Regions from separate parts of the Cricetulus griseus genome. Here region 2 is linked to region 1. A link is a contact called in public Micro-C data. All regions are on one chromosome and are shown on one strand. The core of a region is the stretch at or near the end of the contact, and the rest is flanking DNA. Distances in the headings are between cores, read along the strand shown.

Evidence for each region. Hi-C and Micro-C count contacts between places; a contact is called where the count stands out from the background.
Region 2: a contact with region 1 is called in a Micro-C map of the CHO-K1 cell line, with 4 times the contacts expected there. The contact joins the promoter of Szrd1 here to the enhancer-like site in region 1. A contact is called at or near these places in 6 of 8 Hi-C or Micro-C datasets (the CHL-YN cell line, the CHO-K1 cell line, the CHO-S cell line and 2 more).

Annotation. Positions count from the first base shown.
Region 1 is chr2:12,043,481-12,046,790 of CriGri-PICRH-1.0, forward strand. It overlaps Fbxo42 (F-box only protein 42), which reads right to left. Exons shown (of 10, transcript XM_027399907.2): 7 at 2,339-2,435; 8 at 1,850-1,906; 9 at 1,108-1,224; 10 at 1-754. Among named protein-coding and RNA genes, the nearest start is that of Cplane2, 14 kb to the left of the region's middle. Within about 2 kb of position 1,956, at least 2 of the 6 cell types and tissues checked have open chromatin away from gene starts, as enhancers often do. A contact at or near this core is called in the CHO-K1 cell line and fibroblasts, where this site is marked.
Region 2 is chr2:12,109,211-12,112,548 of CriGri-PICRH-1.0, forward strand. Szrd1 (SUZ domain-containing protein 1) reads left to right here and starts at 1,798. Exons shown (of 4, transcript XM_027399906.2): 1 at 1,798-1,917. The coding sequence starts at 1,867.

The DNA of each region.
Region 1 (3,310 bases), core at 706-3,205:
TTTCTCCACTGCTCAGGTTCTGATTCCCTGGAGAGCTTGGAGAAGACCCAAGAGGAGGACTTAGCGTGGCCGAGGCTGAGGGGCCTTTGGATGACATCGCTTTGATGGCTTCCAAACTCCGACGCAGGGCACTGGGGGATACAGCCCCTGCAAGGGCACTGGCCACATGTGGTGGTGTATGAACACCATTGGTCTGTTCTGGAGGGTGTCTCACACTCCCTGCAACTGTCCTGTTGTCTGTACCATCCACATGACTGCTATTGGAAGCAGACTTCAGGTCCCAATTCAGGTCAATGGAGCTTAGCCTCAGGTCCTTCTGATCTGGGAGAGAGCCTCTGCGGGGAGCTAGGGAAAGTCCCATTTTTAGGTCATATCCTTCGGAGGCAGATGGGGTGCTTGGAGATACCACCTGCACAGGGCTGTCCAAGGAAGCACCCCCAACAGCTGCTGTCCCTGGAGACAAGGTTCCACCATTGAGGATAGGAGAGCCATCTCCTCTGGCTGGGGAGAGGCTCCCTTCTCGGGAACCTGAGGGAGTCTGCCTTTGAGCCCTGGGCCTCAGTGTTCCCCAGCGGCCATTAACACAAGGAGCTTCATCCATACTCCTCACAGGAGACTGGGATCGGTATTCTCGGGTCTCAGGAACCAGGGCTGGAGGAGTGGCACTGATAGGTGATGGGCGAGAGTTCAAACTGGGGCTGAGTGGCGCTCGCCCACTAGGAGCCTGGCTGAAGACCACCACACACTGTCCCACCTGGAAGACAAAGGACTTGTGCTCATAGCCTTGCCTATCAAGCTAGCACTGGAAAGGCCAGGGCTTTGCAGGCCTGGGCTGTGGAGACAGAATGAACAGTGGTACTGACAAGAATGAGTGCAGAACAGTGGCATCTGCTGGAAGGACTTGGGTAACATTCTTTAGACAAATGGATCTTTAAGGCTACAAGTAAAACAATGTACACCTATGTCCTCCTACCAAGCAGCTCATGCACGTGGGAAATACTAAAAGAGCACATGACACCAAACTGTTTTCTACTTCTGTAAGCTTAACAAGTTAATTCCTTTTTCCAGGTTAGGGCATTTCCTGCTGGCTGCTTATTCCCCACTTACCCGGCAGGCTGGATGGCACCACAGTTCTGGGGCACCGTGGTCTTCGTTTTCTACCTTGAGTGGCTGCCAGGCCCAGGGACCTGGGTGCATATGTAGCAGCCAGGCGTCTTTGAACAGCTGCAGGAGAAGGACCAATGAGAGAACATCTAAGTCCGCCGCTGTTCACAAGCAGCTTTGTCTGCCTCCTGCCTCAATTCTCTCATACATGGCCACTGACTATCCTGGCACACAGAACTGTTCTTGTGACCACACACCAACTGTAGCCAACTGTAGCTGGTGTGTGTGTGTGTGTGTGTGTGTGTGTGTGTGTGTGTGTGTGTGTGTGAGAGAGAGAGAGAGAGAGAGAGAGAGAGAGAGAGAGAGAGAGAGATGACATATACATTAACTTTCTCAGTCTACATTCTTAAGTAAATTCCATGTGGACTTCTGTTATCCACTTGTTTCTACCCCACTGGCCGCTTTACTGGCAAACCTTTTAGCTTAAAGAGGAAACAGAGCTAGAAAGAATGGAGGGATGAATGTTTAAGAGACCAATGTTTCTGATTAAAAGTACCTCTCACTCCACTTCCCCCTCCCCGAAAAAGAACAGAGAAAGGGGCAGACAATACAAAAGCTATCTACTCAAAGCATATGGGTGTCCTCTGAGTGAGCAAGTCCAAAGAAGACTCTGTCTTACTAAACAAGCAGGGCAAGCATGTTCCAGAACTTAGCAGTCGAGGCAGATTGTCACTGCAATACTCACAGCATTGGGACCACCACAACCGCCAAGGATTAGGATAGTTGCATCATCTATAACAATCTGGGAAGATGAAGAAATTTAAATAAACCTACAAAGACACAGGCATCTGACTCATGATTCAGTGACACACACAAGTGGCATGCTCAGCTCCCAAGTGAGTGCTCCAGCTGCCCACTCTACCCAACCCACATCAGTTCTAGCCCTTTAAACGGACGACTCTTGAACAGTATATTCTAACTTGAAAAAATATGAACACAAGAGTGCTAACCACAGAAAATGAAGAATTCACTTAAGAAATAAAACCCCACTAAGGCCACTATAAGCAATACAGCAATAGAAGCTGAGAACAAGCAGCACCAAAACAAAACAAAACAAAAAACCCCAAAACAACAAAAACCGAAAGAAACTCTCTTTGGCTTGTTGCACAGGGCACCTCACCTCACTCTCATAAAGATATTACAGTGCTTGCTCAATAGTTAAACTCTTTAGCACCTGAGACTGGCCACCTCGGGGGTGAGGACTGGGGCCAGAGATGTTCGGCTTGGACCACGCCCACTGCTCCAGGTCAAGGACCCAGACTTCATTGCTCCTGTGAGATAAGAACACAGTCATAAGCAAGGTGGGGGCTCCAGGGAGCACAGTGGTGGCTGGAGTTTCTGGTGCCTGTGTCCAGTAGGGAAACTTTCACCACTTCACACATACAGCCTGTCTGGGCTGGAGGCTTCTGATGCTTTCCTCAGAGCCCAGGGACTTCAGAAGAAAAACACCATGGCTGAACCCTAGTTTTGCAGCTTAAACAAGAAACTTTATTTTCTCTACTTTTGGTTTTCTTTCCTATGAAACAGAAACACCGCTGATCTTCAGAAATGACAGAAACCAGGCACATGGCAGGAGTGGTGGCGTACACCTTTAATCCTAGCAGGAGGTTGTGGAGGGCAGAGGCTAGAGTTCTTTCAAGGCCAGCCTGGTCTACAAAGTGAGTTCCAGGACAGCCAGGACTACACACACACACACACACACACACACACACACACACACACACACACACACACACACACACACACACACACACACACACACACACACAGAGAGAGGGAGGGGGAGAGAGAGAGAGAGAGAGAGGGAGGGAGGGAGGGAGGGAGGGAGAGGGAGAGAGAGAGAGAGAGAGCATTTACATTACATTATAAAGGCGTCAGTGCACACTTAGCACCCAACCATCCAGAAACCTTTCAACCTTTCATAAGATCTCAGCTGAGTTGAATGTGCAGCAACGCACTGGACCCAAAGTACAGGCAGGAGGCAGCTGGTCAAGTGACCACCTTCCAAAAACAAAAGCCACAAGAGAGAAAAAAATGGTTCTGAAGGCATCTATCATTGTGCAGAAGCTTAAAAAAAAAAAAAAACCAAAAACAAAAATTCCACTCACTGATCATGGTAAAAAGAGTATTTCTCAGTGATTCATAA
Region 2 (3,338 bases), core at 548-3,047, 66 kb after region 1:
ATTGGACCTGGGTCCTTGGAAGAGCAGCCAACTCTTAACCACTGAGATCTGCCTGCCTCTGCCTCCCATGTGCTGGGACTAAAGGTGTGCGCCACCAACGCCCGGCTTGGTTTTGTTTCTTAAATAATTTATTTTTATTTTATGTTCACTGGTGTTTTGCCTGCTTGCATGTCTGTGTGAGGGTGTCAGATCTTGGAATTACAGACACAGTTATGAGCTGCCATGTGGGTGCTGGGAAATGAACCTGGGTCCTCTGGAAGAACAGTCAGTGTTCTTAACTGCTGAGCCATCTCTCCAGCCCTAGAATGCTGTTTTATGAGTAAAAACATATTGCAAAAATTTCACCCTATCAAATAGAGACTGTAATAATTTGGTGAGAGATCAGACCTTTAGCGGAGACAGACAGACCTATGGACAGAACTTCTGTGGAAAGTTTATTGGGTGAAGAGAAGGGAATAAGGGAAGGGAAGAGATAAGAGAGAGAAAGAGACAGCAAGACAGACAGCTGCCTCCTCAGAGAAAAGGCAGAAAAGAGAGAAGAGAAAAAGTGGGTGGGGTTTGCCTCTTTGATTTTTGTTTTGGTTTTTCGAGACAGGGTTTCTCTATAGCTTTGGAGGCTGTCCTGGAACTAGCTCTTGTAGAGCAGGCTGATCTCGAACTCACAGAAATCTGCCTGCCTCTGCCTCCTGAGTACTGGGACTAAAAGTGTGCGCCACCACCACCCTGCCAGGGTTTACCTCTTAAAGAGACCTCTGCACCTGCATTCAGAGCCAGGGCTGCTTGCCATGTGCAGACACACAGACAGGATCCCAAGGGGCGCGGCCAGGTCTGCCGTGATTATTCAGACACAATACAATGCTTTATTTATGTATTTGTTTAATTTGGATTTCCTTTTTCTTTTTTCTTTCTTTCTTTTTTTTTTTTTTTTTCGAGACAGGGTTTCGTTTCTCTGTGTAGCTTTGGAGCGTATCCTGGCACTCACTCTGGAGACCAGGCTGGCCTCAAACTCACAGAGATCCACCTGACTCTGCCTCCCGAGTGCTGGGATTAAAAGGCGTGCGCCACCAACGCCCGGCCTATTTTGGATTTTCAAGACAAGGTTTCTCTGTGTAGTCCTGGCTGTCCTGAGACCAGGCTGGCCTCAAACTCGGAGAGTTCTGTTGTCTATGTCTCCTAAGTGCTAGGATTAATTAAAGACATGTACCACCACCGCCCGGCTAACACCATGTTTTGTGTATAAGTGTTTTCAGAAGGTTGTAGAACAAAACACACAACCACGTTTTATACCCTGTAACTTAGAAAAACGTAGGCTCAAATAAGAAGAAAAAGAAAACCTTTTTTTTGTTGTTTTTTTGTTTTGTTTTTAGAGACAGGATTCCTCTGTGGCTTTGGAGCCTGTCCTGGCACTCTCTCTGGAGACCAGGCTGGCCTCGAACTCACAGAGATCGGCCTGCCTCTGCCTCCCGAGTGCTGGGATTAAAGGCGTGCGCCACCAACGCCCGGCGAAAAAGAAAAACTTAGGCTCACTTTTTTCCTTTGAGATTCAAATTTTGGAGGAAAAAAAAGCTTTTTCAATGATTGCCTCATCTTAGAGAAGATGGTTCCAAAGGACACAGTTCTCGAACTCTTCCCGTAAACGAGGGAAAAGCCGTGACCTCAACAAAGATGGGCGTCCTCGCCCTTCGCTGCCCTCTTCCATGATGGCGGACCAGGTTCGCTCATGGCTTGGCGGGGAGCCCCTTCCGGGCTGGGAGAGGGGGCGTGGTCCATTGAGGAAAGCCCTGCGTGCCTCCGCCCGCGACCGAGGCGCGCTTCAAGGCGCAGGCGCGGGGAGGGGTTGGGGGAGGAGGGAAAGCGGCGAGTAAGATGGAAGATGAGGAGGTCGCTGAGAGCTGGGAGGAGGCGGCAGACAGCGGGGTAAGGAGGAGCTGCCGCCCCGTGGCAGGGCCGGGCGGACCTGGCGTGAGGGAAGCCTCCGGGGAGCGGGTCTGGGGATAGTTTTCCCCTAGGAAGGGTCCCACACACCGGGCCGGAGGTAGAAGAGAGGCTCCCGGTCCCGGAGCGCCGTGAAGGCCTCTTAAAGGGGCCGCGTTCCATTTCTCCCTCCGCCTTTGCCGGGTGTCTGTCTGCCCCGCGGTGTGCGCGTCGTTCAGGCCGCCCCACCCTCTACCCCGGGCCACTCTCTCTAGTCCTCGCGCCCCAGGGACCATTTTAAAGTTCCTGTGCTCTGTCTGATGAAGGAGGGGCTCGGGCGGCGTGCCTGGCTCGGGAGGAAGAGCCGGAGGAGGCCCCCAGATAGCGGGGAGCAAGCAACCATGTGTCCTCTGGGACCCACTGGGCGCTGAGCCGAAATCCCCCGCCGCTGTGCGCCTTCCGCCTCGGTGGGCGAGCCTGGTTTTTTCTTCTTTATTTTCCTTTTTCTTTCTTCCAGTTTTACTCCTTGAGCCTGAGGCAGTTGGGTTTCCTGGGGATCTCAGCAGAGCTCCCCTAAACTCAGCAAGCATCCGCTCTTTCCCGAGACCCACCCAATGATCTGCGCATTGGGGGAGGATCTCGGAGTATGTTGGTCCCGGGGGAGGGAAGGGAAGAAGGGTGTGATTTGTAAGATAGCCCCCAAGCCTGCGAGGAGAAGGGGGGATTACCGATCGGAATGATTTGGGAGTATTTGATTGCCTCCAAAAGTTACAGGAACAACAACAAAATGATCTCAAGTAGAGACTCTTCTGCTAGGTTCTTGATTAATATAGTAATTTTAGAAAGTTGGGTTCGACGGCAATCCTCCATGTGTCTTTGGTGACCATGTGTCCGTGCCTGTGCGGTGTTGGGTTCAAAAGCTGATGTGTGAGGAGTCACTTAGGCCAGGGGAGAAGAGAAGCCGGGTCTGTCCGCCCCTGGCGCTTCGGATCAGTGCAGCAGTGGGTGTATCTTCACAGGAATGTTGAAACTTGGCTTCGACGTTTTTTTCCGCTGGTTCAGCATTTCTCGAAAGATTGGAGATGTTTTCCCATTTAACATAATCGAGCATTTGAAGGTGTGCTTGGTTAAGAGCTTAGTTAGTAGTTTTTAAGATACCTTCCAGCTTAAATCAAGGTGTTTGTTTCGTTTTCTTGTTTTGTTTTGAGGCAAGGTCTCTGTGTAGCGCTGGCTGTCCTGGAACTCACTATGTAGACCAGGTTATCCTTGAACTCACAGAGATCTGCCTGCTTCTGTCTCCCGAGTGCTGGGGTTAAAGGTGTGTGCCACCGCACCCAGCAAGTTAAAGATTTGTATAGAGAGCAACAGGTGTCATTTGGGTATTTATTCATTCCACAAATATTTTCGAGTGTGTGCTATGTGTT